Regions from separate parts of the Rattus norvegicus genome. Here region 1 is linked to region 2. The links are chromatin contacts, called in public Hi-C maps. All regions are on one chromosome and are shown on one strand. Each heading gives the region's core, a stretch centred on a gene start, on an enhancer-like site or on the middle of the called end of the contact. The rest is flanking DNA. Distances are from core to core; before and after follow the strand shown.

Region 1 (6,612 bases), core at 3,004-5,503, 140 kb after region 2:
CGATCAGGAAGCAGAGAGCCAGGGAGGAAGTGTGTGAGGACTAGCTACAGCCTTTAAAGGTATCCCCAGTAGCCCACTTCCTCTGAGCCCCACCTCTGCTCAGACTGAATGCATCACTGCTGAATCCATTGATGGAAGTCAGCCCCAATAAGTCAATCACCTCTCAAAGACTCCACCAGCTGTCCACCAGCCTGCCAACACACGGGACATTTCCTATCCAAAGACAAGAGACCAAGACACCAGCAGGCACATGTCCAATGCCATGGACTTCAATCGGCACCGGCTCAGTCCTCACTGCTTCTCGAGACCTCTATGGAAGGCCAATGCTACCCCATATCAGGCTCTTTCTTCATCCTGAGATGGGGATACTAACCGGACAGACTCCTGAGCTCTGTGAAGGTTGACCAGGATACACAGCTCTCCCCATGACTACCATCCTCAGGACACAGGGCTGTGTTTCCTGTGATCATGATCAGTACTGATACCAGTTACATCAGAAATCCCCGAGTGATCTGGGCTTAGACTGGCATGTCAACAGAATCAAATCCAGAGTAAAATCCTTGAGGCTAAGCAAAATGACAAGTCAACACAGAGACATTTTATATTCGATTTTAGCAATTGGATTACTACAAGATTATCACTTTTTAAAATGAATCCCGGACCTTGAAGTGTCATTTCCACCCCATTCAAAAGATCTAGAAATCTCAAGTGTCCTGGCCTCCCTGACCTGATCCCATTACACACCATTATCTTGTGCCTCTCTGCTCACAGAGGAAAGGGTCCATCTGGTCTGGGTTTTCCCAGTCCCTCAGAGAATGAGCTTGGTAAAAATAAACCATTGTCTTTTAATTAGATCTTTCTTATGCGTGTTGAGAAAATTCAGAGTTAAGTCTTTGCTGTTAGGAGAGCTGGGTCATGGTTGTTTGAGTCCTGAATCATTTGCAGTGTAAGTACAGATCCAAAGAACAGTTGTCTCCTCCTCTTCTTCTTCTTCTTCTTCTTCTTCTTCTTCTTCTTCTTCTTCTTCTTCTTCTTCTTCTTCTTCTTCTTCTTCTTCTTCTTCTTCCTCCTCCTCCTCCTCCTCCTCCTCCTCCTCCTCCTCTTCCTCTTCTTCCTCTTCTTCCTCTTCTTCCTCTTCCTCCTCCTCCTCTTCTCCCTCCTTTCTTCCTTCCTTCCTTCCTTCCTTTCTTTCTTTCTTTCTTTCTTTCTTTCTTTCTTTCTTTCTTTCCTTTTTTCCTAGCTGAGGCTAAAGGATCTGTGAGTTAACAGATTTGATTTTCTGCGCTCCATAAATGCCTTCCACTGATCTCCCAACATCTAACAAGAATCTTGATTCAGGGATTAAATACTTTGTCGACAGCACTGTTTCCACTAGAGCAACTTGCCTTACACATTTCGTGGTGACCTAAAGTGTCGCACGGTCTCCAGTCATGGGATCATTAGGCTTTAAGAGGGAACCGAGCATTTTGCAATGAGCATCACATGCATTTCCAGGACACCACAGGCCCCAGTGTCTGCAGAGCGCTGGCTGCTCCTTTTGTGCCCATAGCCCGACTCTTAGGCCTTTCAGCGAAGATACTTTTCTGTTTGTCATTTGTTTTTCTTTCTAAATTAATGTGAATTTGAAGTTTGTTCTCTGTGGTATCAGATGCCTGTCCCCAGTCCTTTGTGCCCTGTTTTTGTGCCCTCCAAATGACTAGGTGGACAGTGAAACTGCCTCCCCCACCTGGCTTCCTCTTCTGCTTGCAGCTGATTGCTTTTCCTGGAATCAATACTCCAATTAAGGGCATCCCTGTTGACACAGTACTCAGGCCAGCAATCTCTGCCCTGGCATGGCTCCTCCCCATTCAGTCCATACCAGATTCTGGATTTAAGGTCGAATGCAAAAGTCTCAGGATATTAGTGCTTAGAGGGTCACATGTTTGCTGTCACTCATCTTCATTGTGTCCTTCTGACCTTCATTTCCTCTCCTGCCACCAAAGCAATGCTTTGATCCTGGCCTTCACATATACACATATACACATATACACGTATGTACAGATCAGGTCTGAAATCAACTTCTGTAGCGTCTTTCAGAGTAACTCTCCCTGATTGAGGACCCTGCTCATGATTCCCACACAGAGACCTCCGTGCCTTTGTACCCTGAAGAACTGACCCAGACACCTGGTTGTGCAGCCCTGTGGCCCAGGCCTGGGTACCCCTTCAGCATGTTTTACCCTGCTCTATGGGGCTGGATTTCTTTGGTTTGGTTTTTTTCAAGACAGGATTTCTCTGTGTATGCCTGGCTGGCCTAGAACTCACTCTGTAGACAAGGCTGGCCTCAAACTCAGAGATGTGCCTGCCTCTGCCTCCAGGTGCTGGGATACATGGGTTTAGCCACCACTGCCCAGTTCCAGGACTGGATTTCTTGAAGTGTTCTAGAATGTCATGCCTCTTAAGACAAACATGTACAAGCGAGACTCAGGGGACACTGTTCTCGCTTCTGAGAATGTTCTGGCCCCTAATTTCTCCATTAAGTCTGGAGCATCCTTCGAGAACCACCTCAGTTTCCTCTGAGAAGCTCTCCTTGACCCTCTAGGTTCTACGGGATCCATCCAGCTCATTAGCTGCGTCTTCATCACGCCCTGATGCTGTTATGAGCTTCCTTCCTGTGGAGGCTGAGCTGGAAGGCTGGGTGCTAATCCTGTCTTTGTACATCTAGGTACTGACTGTACCGTCAAGTTTCCACAGATGAAGCATCTCCAATGCTAATAAAGAAAAGACGTTCATGAAGAGAACTTGACCTCGGGCCGTTCTTTTCCTCTGACCTCACACAAGCATCTCTCTCCTCAGCAGCATAGCTTAGTTTTCTCTTTTCCTTTTCAAATCTATGTTTTAAGGAAATCACACCAAAGCCCATCCAAGGTCTCCTTCACTCTCCTGTTGATATCAGTGCTAAAGTACTGGCTACATTCTTTCTAAACTTGAAATCCAGTACCATTTTCACACAGGAAAAGAAGGTTCAGCCTGCCTTTATCACAGCTGTGGATGATGGTGGCCTATGCCGTGATGCTTAGTTTGGGAGTAACATTTAAATTGCCCAAACCCATTTGCAGGCTTCCGTTGTGCTGTGCTTTGGAAATGTGCGTCACATGTTCAGGTGTGTTTCCTGTTCCCTGGCTCTGGGAAGACAGAATCATTGCTCCCAGGGAGGTGTGGGCTCTCCGTCCAAAGCAACACTGCGTTTGTGAGAAGCCAGCTGACATAGTGATGAGCTGCTTGTTTGAGGAGCAAGGGAGAGATAATGGGATTCATTTTTAATTCATCCTGATTGTAGGCAAGAGCCTAGACCCTCTGAGGTAGCTTTGTAGTCAAAGGTTACTGCAGGGCACAGCAGAACTTCCAACAACTGCTCCCGCTGCTTTGCCTGTGAGGCGATGGCAGAGCTGAGGAAATGATGGCGCTTGCCAGCTTCTCTCTGAAGTTTGGCTTTTGGCTCAGAAACTTGAGGTTAACATCAGCATACACTGTTAGCTTTACTTTTGAGAGCAGTTCATTTTAATAGCGACCTGTCTGTATCTTGAAAAGCATCCAAAAGCAGCAACAAAGGTTTGGCTAGGAATCTAAATCTAAATTAGCTATCTCTGGGCTAGCAGTCCACAGAAAACTTTGCAGTCAGTCTCATTAATCTTTTATTTCTGCCTCCCCTCCCCCATGTTATATTCTAAATCATAAGAAAATATGTCTGTTCACTTCAGATAGTTTGGAATTTTTTTTAAGTTTCTTGGTTCACACATTACCCAGAGAGTAACCACTACTGCCAGGTTGGTTAATAGTCTGCTGACAGTTTCCCATAAGCCATTACAGACTTTAAGTACTCCTGTGGTGAAAAAAACAAAAACAAAAAAAACAAAAAAACAAAAAAAAACAACCTTCACAAACAGAATTACACAACAATTCCTTATTTACTCAGAGGGCAGAGTCACAGTAGTCAAGGCTTCGCCACTCTGCCTGGATCCACACTTTTTCCTCTTTCCAACTTTCCCCTCTTTGAGAGACATGAGCTACGACTTTTAAGAAGAAAGGAAGAAATGCAGGGCTTGAGGGCCCTTGGAAGCCTCTACTTGAGGTAGATACATGCACTCTCCTGTGGCAGGGAGCACCCATGGTCTTACACATAGGGCACGTTGGACTTGAAGATACACGTAGAGCTCAGGGCTGCCTATTGATTTTCCCTCTCGCATCAGTGTTTCCCGAAGAGCACAGATTTATTTATTCATAAAGCCGAGATGATGTCAGGCAGGAGTTACAGCGGTGTAAGTCCATGGTGCAGCCTCAACAGGGAGAGCTTTTGTAAGATTGAAAACTCAATGGGGTTGGGGATTTAGCTCAGTGGTAGAGCACTTGCCTAGGAAGCACAAGGCCCTGGGTTCGGTCCCCAGCTCTGGAAAAAAAAAAAGAAAAAAAAAAAAGAAAACTCAATGCATTGATGCCAGAGGGAACGGCATGGCTCTGGAGGCGCATGCCACTACACCTCCGTGCGAAAGAACAGCACAAGGTTAAACTCTATTTCTGCTTTTCCGAGCTGCTTGGCGTATGACTGCAGTATAACTGAAATATGACTGAAGCCCTGCCTTTGCCAGATTCGAACCATGAGCTGGCCGGGGGCAACACCGGCCATGACAGACACTAAGTCTGTCGGCTCACTTGCCCAAAAGTCACAGGAGGTGCTCAGCACACGTGTGTTCATGATATACGTTTATGTATTGCTTGTTTGTTAAAATACGTACATGGTTCTCTGTGCAGCTAAACCATACGCATCTTACACAATTGTGGTGGTTTGAATGAGATGCCCCTCGTATTCTCGGGCATTTGAATATATGGTCTCCAGTTGCTGACACTGTTTGGGGAAGCTTAGCAGGTGTGACCTTGCTCCAGTTTGCTCCCTCTGCCTCCCTGGTTGTGGTTTGAGATGTGAGCCCCCAGCCCCTGCTCCAATCAGCAAGTCTGCTGCTGCTTCCCCATCCATGATGGTGACTGACTCCCTAATTCCAGAACCCTTCCTTCTCTAAGCTCTGAATTAACCTTGTTTTCTATAAAGCTGCCTTTGTTATGGGGTTTTGTTATATGGAAAAGTAACTAAGACATTAATGCTAAAAGTGCTTCTCTTTTGTTGATAAGAGTATCTATCAAGTGAAAATTTGCTATTTAAAATTTGGCTTTTGAATTTATTTTTAAAAGCTACATGTCAGATGTTCCCTGTGTCCTAAACTGGTTGTTTTCTACTGGCTGAAAAACTCATCTAGTGGTAGAGTGTCATGACGTAGAATTCCAGACAGCAGGTTTTCTATGAACTCTTACCTTCACACAGTAGAGCTGGGTAGGGACACGGGTGACATAGACTCTGGCCTTATCTGCTTCTTGCCCTGGGTGACCCAAGGCAAGTTCCTGGATTCTCTGGGACTAAGGTCACTGGTTTAAAAACCAGTAAGTGGCTGCCTGTGAGCTGGCAAGCACTCACATCTTGGTTTCTGTAGTCTTCCACGGATCTAGCTCCTCTCTGCATTTCAAAGTAACTCATCGGTTTTAAAGAGGAAATGAGTGAGATAGGAGGGGTAGGTAGATGAGAATTATCCCTCTGGAAGAATATGGTTTATTCCAATTTCAATAATCTGCAAAGTCAGCTGCCAGCAGCTCCAACTCCCTTAGAAACTGCACCAGGAAGATATACCCTGGGAGTGGAGACTGGGTATGTCTCACATCCTGTCCTGACAGAGCCTAGGGCTCTAGCCCTTTGCCTGAGGTCAGGGTGGTCTGAGGTACTGTTCCCTTGAAACGGTAGCTAGTCTCTGCCCCATCGTGTTAGCTTGTGCTCTAGGCTTGGACAACGTGTGGATTGCACGTGTTCCAGAGTTCTTCCCACTGATTCCCAAGGGCACTGCTGTCTAGTGTATGAATGGGCCTCTTACTTCATGGGTAAGAGAAGAGTCTCAGAGTTGATTTCGGTGGTCTGCGGTGGATGTGACTACTTTAATGGGAAGGCCAGTTGCCCATGAAGACACACCAGGGGTGACCTGTGAAAAGACAAAGGGAAAAGCTGTTGAGAATCTCACCATCGTGTTGAGGACCACTTGCTGTTTCCTACACCACTTTAGCTAAGTCTGTAATGTCCCTCAACACGGTCTGCTTTATATTACTCAAATCTGGTCATTTGCCCTTGTAAAAATTAATTCTAAAGTTCTCTAAGGATAAACTAGGAGGTCATTCTCCTCAGAAGTAAGCCTGGCTCCATCAGGGGCTCCTTCGCTCCTGGCCCTTTCACCCCACAGATGAGCCCGGGCACAGTAGAGTGAGATGTGTCGTATCGCAGTGGTTATCCCACCCGAATTTCTAACCCTCTACGATGTTGAGCTCTGTACTGCTGGGATGGACTGTGATTTTTGGTACTTTCTGTGTGTCACTCAATTGTAGAAGAGCCTTCTCTGTGTGTGCCACAGTCAGTGCTGCAGGCTACAAAAGGCTATCCAGACGTCCCCTCGTGCCCAAGGGGTCTTCCGCGGCCATTGTGGGGATGGGTGAGCAGCGCCTCCCTGATTCCATGTGCGTGGAAACCTCATAAATACTGGTTTGTGT
Region 2 (6,261 bases), core at 2,141-4,640:
AGTCCGCTCTACGTAAGCATCCTAAGACTCATTTTACAAAGAGAGCGAATGACTTCAGGGAAGAACACTGGTCTATCGAGACCACAAAGTGCCATCTCTTGCTAAGATTTCATTTGGGGGAAAGTTGGAGAAATGGAAAAAGGAATTATTGTCATCTTCAAACAAAATAAGCTTAAAAGCCATAATATTCAGGAAGAGTGCTCTAGAAGAAAGCTTCCAGAATAAGCCACCCTTAAGCATGTGTTAAAAACAAGTGAAAATAAATAACTAATATACTCCCCTTCAGTCAAAGCTCATGGACAGCGAGTATTTCATAGCTCAGTGCTCAGCGGAGCTCAGAGCGCTGTGACTGTCTGCAGGGTTAGTAAATTTAGCTTCCAATGAGCTAACATCCAAGAATCCAATGGGTTTGGCCCATTTATTATAATTGTCCTTAACTATTCCAATAATCCAGCATAGTTCCTGGCTAAAACACATGTAGACTGGGGCTCAGAAAGAACTGTAGCTTCAGCATTCATAATTGTAACTATCAACTCTAAATAGGTCCTTTAGAAAGGCAGTAGGAGGCGTGAAACGGAGAATAAAAGCCATTTGGTCTTGAGAAGCATGAAGTATAAAATGGTGGTCGGATCATCAGAACCTGTTGTTTGAAGCGTCTTCCAATGGTTGATTCTAAAAACAAAAGAGATCCAACCAAACAACAGCAAAAGTACCCACAATCCTTGGGGAAATTAAAAGTTTCTAAAACTCAGTTTTATTATTCATCTTCCTGATAATGAGAATAAATTTAAGGTGATCTTGCAAATTTTGGAGTACTTCACACTGAGTTATACTGTTAGTGGGTAAGTTCCCCACTAAGACTCAATCCTTCTGAGAGACCCCAGAACTTATGAACCTAATTAAGTATACACATCTCCTAGTGCAATTCTCCTGATTGTCTCCTTCCCTAAAGGGGTAGTCAGCTTCGTTCCAAGCAAGCAACTGTAGCTGGTAAAATAAAAGGGACATGAAATACAGCCGTTGCTTGCTACCAGCAGTTAGCCAGAACCCCGCCCCCATGGATACTCAAATCTGGGGCACGCAAGGCTTCTATAAAATAGTGTAATGTTTGCATATGACTGATCACAGTCTCATATATGTCCATTTTAAGTTTGGAGTGTGTGTGTGTGTGTGTGTGTGTGTGTGTGTGTGTGTGTGTGTGTGAATGTTACAGCACACATGTGGAAGTCAGAGGATAACTTGTAAGATCTGGTTCTCTCTTTCCACCATACGGATCCTGGGGGTAAATTCAGGTAGGTGTGGCAGCCAGCACATTTAACTGCTGACACATTGCACCAGCCCTCCTGTATACTTTCAATCATTCCTAGATTATTTTAAATGAACTGTAAATGCTATGTAGGCCATTGCTATACTTCATTGTGTGAGAAATAAGTACAAACATTGAAGACTATATGTGTTCAATGCAGATACTACTGGAGGTCTAACTCTACTCTGGGCCTGTGGTGGCTGAACCTGTGGGAGAAACCCCATGCATATGAGTGCCCAACTGAGATCAGTTGTGAGAAGTCACAGGTGATTAATCACACAGTAAAGATATGAAAACAATACCAGGTTAAAAAAAAAGACAAAGTACTTATAGATACACAACTAAAGACTAATTTTCAGATAAAATGAACAATTTTCCCAAATATTTTCTGAAAATTTTGAAGGGTTCTCAAAAACTAAAGTTATTTTAAAAAATTACCTAAACCAAGATTTATATTCTTAATTTGTTTATGATATTTAGAGCATGCTAATAAAATCAGGAGTGATTAATAGTGGCTATATTTTCAGCATTGGGAGGGAAATGTAACACTTGAAATTTACTATATTTGAATTAAAATATTTATGAAGAGTATAAAGCTTAGGGTCTAAAAAGTTTGACTGTAAGACATGGCTGCATATCACAGGCATAAAATATGTAAGAGCATTTGGTATATTCCAGCGGGAAGATAAACTTGGGAGCTGTTACTTTTAAGAAATTTTGGGGGCTGGGGATTTAGCTCAGTGGTAGAGCGCTTACCTAGGAAGCGCAAGGCCCTGGGTTCGGTCCCCAGCTCCGAAAAAAAGAACAAAAAAAAAAAAGAATTTTTAGTGCAATAATTTAGAGGAAACACCACTATTATAAAGACACGGTCTACAGCAATCTATTAAGCCATCTGGTTGGTTGTGTGGGTGAAGTTACAGTCCAGACTAAAGAAAGGCACCCATCAGTCCACGTCTTCTCTCCACACATGGGTATCTGACACCAGAACCAATGTGTTGACCAACGACCACTGTGTGTCTGCAGACCTTCTCTGAGACTCGTGCCCCAGCTCGTTTAGGAACATGTATCTGTCTCCAGGATTGAATCACATTAGCTCCAAACAGAAATACACAATACGCTCAAGGCTTGAAGGCTTAGACTACACAGTCATTGGCAAGGCACAGGCAACTCGTTCTGCAGTTATGTGGGAGTAGGGCGTTCTTCCAAGAGAAGCAGTTTCATGATGGACTTCTAGACACAAGAGCTTCTAAGCCCTCTTCTATAAGGGGAATCAAGAAAGATACTTTCCCATGGGAAGTCACAGCAACTGATCCAGACTGCCTGAAAAGAGATAAAACTCTACTTCTATCTCCAAGGAGAACGTTTCTCTTCCTCTAGCTCACATCCATGCTAGACGTGACAGGATGTGGTTACCACTACAGAGAGACGTCAGTTGCAGCTTATTTTCTGTTATAACAAATACTTGAGACTGGAAAACGATCAAAGAGAAAAATGCATTTGAACAAACTCTAAAAACTCAATACTGTGGCGCTGGCTTCTGACTCCATCACATCATGGTGTTTAAGTATCTTACCATGCGAGAGGTCATCGGTTGATGTTTTGCCCAGACAATTGTAAGCAGCCATGTGAGTGCTGAGAATTGGACCTGGGTCCTCTAGAAGACCAGCCATCTCTAACTGCTGAGCCATCTCTCCAGTCCCTTTCTTTTATTCTTCATTTTCTACTTCCACAGCTAGTTGTTTCCTACTTAGGCACCTTTTTCTTCATCCCCCCCCCTTTATGATTAAAAAAAAAGTACATTTCATTATAAATCATTCCCAAGAAAATGGATGATCAGGAGTAAAGAAACTAGAGTGCACCTGTGAGGGCTTAGGGGATCAGACAGTGTTTGACTGAAAGATCTACCCAGTTTGTGCAGATTTAATGAAATAAGGGAAGAGAAGAGACTGTAATACTAGTGCTATGTTCAGTGAGGTACAAGGATTAGCAGGCAACTGTCACTTGGCCTTACCCCTGAGGGAGAAAGCATGAGCAAGAAGGAGCCTTCCCATCTGTCCCCGCTAAAGCCTTACCAGCAGTTACTCATGCTCAGGACATCACGACTATGTGTGCACATGACAGCCGGCTAGGGACACGACTGTTTGGCTCCTTGTGTTTCACAAGAGAAGTGGCACCGTGCCCACTCATCCAGGAAAGCTGTTCTTTTTCTCCGTTTCAGGTCAGACAAAGTTCAGTAGCAACTGCGCAGACTCAGAAGGGCCCAGCGGCACCAGACCCTTCTCACAGGAAGGACCCAATACCCCTTGTCCAGTCCATCCAGGAGATGAGACTTTCTTTTTTTTTTCCTTTGGTTCTTTTTTTCGGAGCTGGGGACCGATCCCAGGGCCTTGCGCTTCCTAAGCAATCGCTCTACCACTGAGCTAAATCCCCAACCCCTGAGATGAGACTTTCTATGCCTGCCAATGTATCCATAGACAGAGACCTACTTCCCTGGGCCTTGGAGATATCATTATGTGCTGGAGTAATATTTGAAAGTAAAGTTGATTTTTTTCCCCTAGACAACAGAAATTGCTTAGGAGAAACACGGAGCTAGACAATGTATTATCTACCAACATCCTAAGTTAACACGTCTTTTCTGATGCAGGAGCCTAGTGCATGCTGAGTCAACTTTCTTCCACCGAGAGACATCCTAAACCCTTAGCTTTCTAAACAATGCTTCTGTTTTCCATATTAAACCCAGTCCGTGAAATGGCAGATGGTAATGGCTAAAGAGCCCAACTCAGCAAATAGAAAACACCCACTCCAGGGTCTTAGTGACTGTCTTTCTAGAATCTTCCACAGATTTCTCTTCCTTCTAAAGAACAAATCATTAAGAAGCTGGTGTTAACCTCATATTTTGTGAACTAATGATTTGGTGGTTTGAAAGAAAATAGCCTCCATAGGCCCATAGGGAATGGCAGTATTAGGACATGTGGCCATATTGGAATAGGTGTGGTCTTGGAGAAACTGAATCACTGTGGGGGTAGGCTTTGAGGTCTTATATCCTCAAGCTATGCCCAGTATGGTTTACAGTCTCCTTCTGTTGCCTGCAGATTAAGATGTAGAACTCTCAGCTCCTCCAGCACCATATCTGCCTGCACGCCACCATGCTTTCTGTCATGATGATAATGGACTGAAACTCTGAAACTATAAGCCAGTCTCCATGAAATGTTCTCCTTTATACGAGTTGCTGTGGTCATGGTGTCTCTTCACAGCAATGAAGTCCTAACTAAGACAAGTGTGAAGCCAGAGTTGCTGGTTTTACCTCCATGGGTCAAGTCATTGTATTCAAACAGAGGCATGATGCAGCATCTCCAGGTTATGGCCATTCTTCTTCTGACACCATGTCAATGTAAATCTTCCTAGATTCTTTCCTTAACTCAGTTAGGCACTGTACTGGCATCAGAATAATTGACCAGGACAATTACAGATAATAACAGTAAAAGAAGGTTTAGCAGGCTGCACGGTGGTAGTCTTTTCTGATAATGTCCTCTTTATACGTACAGCTCACTTTCCTAATTGTCTTTACACCCCTGTCAAGCACTGAGGTGTGTGAGGCCACTGTGGAACATCCGCCTTCCTGAAGACGCGCCGTCTTACAAGTGTCATCACTCCTTATACAGACTCGCAGGTCAGCTCCACAGTGAGTTAATTCCCCAAGAGGGAAATGGGAGACAGTTGCTAAGTGTCAGTCCCAAGACAAATCAGTTACCCAGCGGGAGTCAGGACTCCTGCACTCCGTCAGCCCATTCATTCAATGGGGGCATTACCCCCAGTTGTTTCCAGGGCTCTTCAGAAGATGCCTGATATTGTCACTGTAGCCCAAGTCTTAGCTTAAATAGGCAGCGTGTTTAACACACCTGCGTGACCTATTGCAGTAGCTTTCAACTTAGTTTCAAACCAAGCTTTCACAAAAACGAGTCCAGAGCACTACAAGGAATGACCATAATTAGAAGCTTTAAGTCCGGAAGCCCTCACAATCAGCATTGATGTGGGAAACTCACAAAGTACTCTTTTTTTGCCATCTGGGGAACAGAAGAGCTTAGTTAATGGGCACGGAGGTTGTCGCACTGGCACTAAAGCACCTTTGGCCATGGTCCCCGCAATTCTTAGAGTCTATCCAAAGTTGAGTTTTGTCAACACTTGGACGGAAGCCCTACAGAGAAAACCCCAGGTGTGGCAAGAAGTCTGCTGGTGATTCATTGGCTGGCATCCTCCCTTTATCGTGAATAACTAACCCAGCATGCCAGCATTGACATTCTGCCCGTTCCAAAGGCTTCGGCAATTTGTATGGCTTTAAAGGGGGACTCATGCTAAACTATTGATCATAAACACAGTGGAGATAACACAAGGAACTTGGAACCTGGTTGTAGCTACAATTCAGAGTTAATTTGGCTAAATAATTTCTGCAGTGGCCTTCGGGATTTTATACAGAGAGAACTTTCTGCTCATTTCTCTATAAAATTACAATTTCTAAGAGCCTTATAGCTATAACTATGAAGTCATATCTTGACGAGTTTCAGAAACAATTTCCGCATATGAGAGAATTCTTTAAATATCTCCCTAGAACAAGATTCAAATGCAGATTGTTGGCAGGCCTGGACTAGGAGAGACAGTTCTGAGGAATAGCATTTGCAGACAGATGTGAGGGGTTTTTGCCTCCACGCCTCTTGGTGTATGTTCTGAGTATCCTACATTCAAGCCTTCCTGTTATCGGGCCATGAACGGTGAGGATTAGAATAATGTTTTTCTGTCTACACGAAGATAGCAAGGGAGCAGCCATGTTGGTCTACTACACTGAGTACAGCATGATTCAGCATGGTTCACTGTACAAAACACACAGTCTCTGCTATGGTGATGTGTTCACAGAAGTATAGGTTTCAAGCCGCTGAAGAAACTCATTTACAATATTTTTT

What was found. Hi-C and Micro-C count contacts between places; a contact is called where the count stands out from the background.
Region 1: a Hi-C map of hepatocytes shows a contact between it and region 2, with 1.5 times the contacts expected there. The contact joins two enhancer-like sites. A contact is called at or near these places in 3 of 12 Hi-C or Micro-C datasets (hepatocytes, kidney and liver).

Annotation. Positions count from the first base shown.
Region 1 is chr2:93,893,043-93,899,654 of GRCr8, forward strand. It overlaps a transcript of Pag1 not described here. Among named protein-coding and RNA genes, the nearest start is that of Pag1, 68 kb to the right of the region's middle. Within about 2 kb of position 4,254, at least 2 of the 93 cell types and tissues checked have an H3K27ac peak or open chromatin away from gene starts, as enhancers often do. A contact at or near this core is called in hepatocytes, where this site is marked.
Region 2 is chr2:93,754,406-93,760,666 of GRCr8, forward strand. No RefSeq gene overlaps it. Among named protein-coding and RNA genes, the nearest start is that of Fabp5, 81 kb to the left of the region's middle. Within about 2 kb of position 3,391, at least 11 of the 93 cell types and tissues checked have an H3K27ac peak or open chromatin away from gene starts, as enhancers often do. A contact at or near this core is called in hepatocytes, where this site is marked.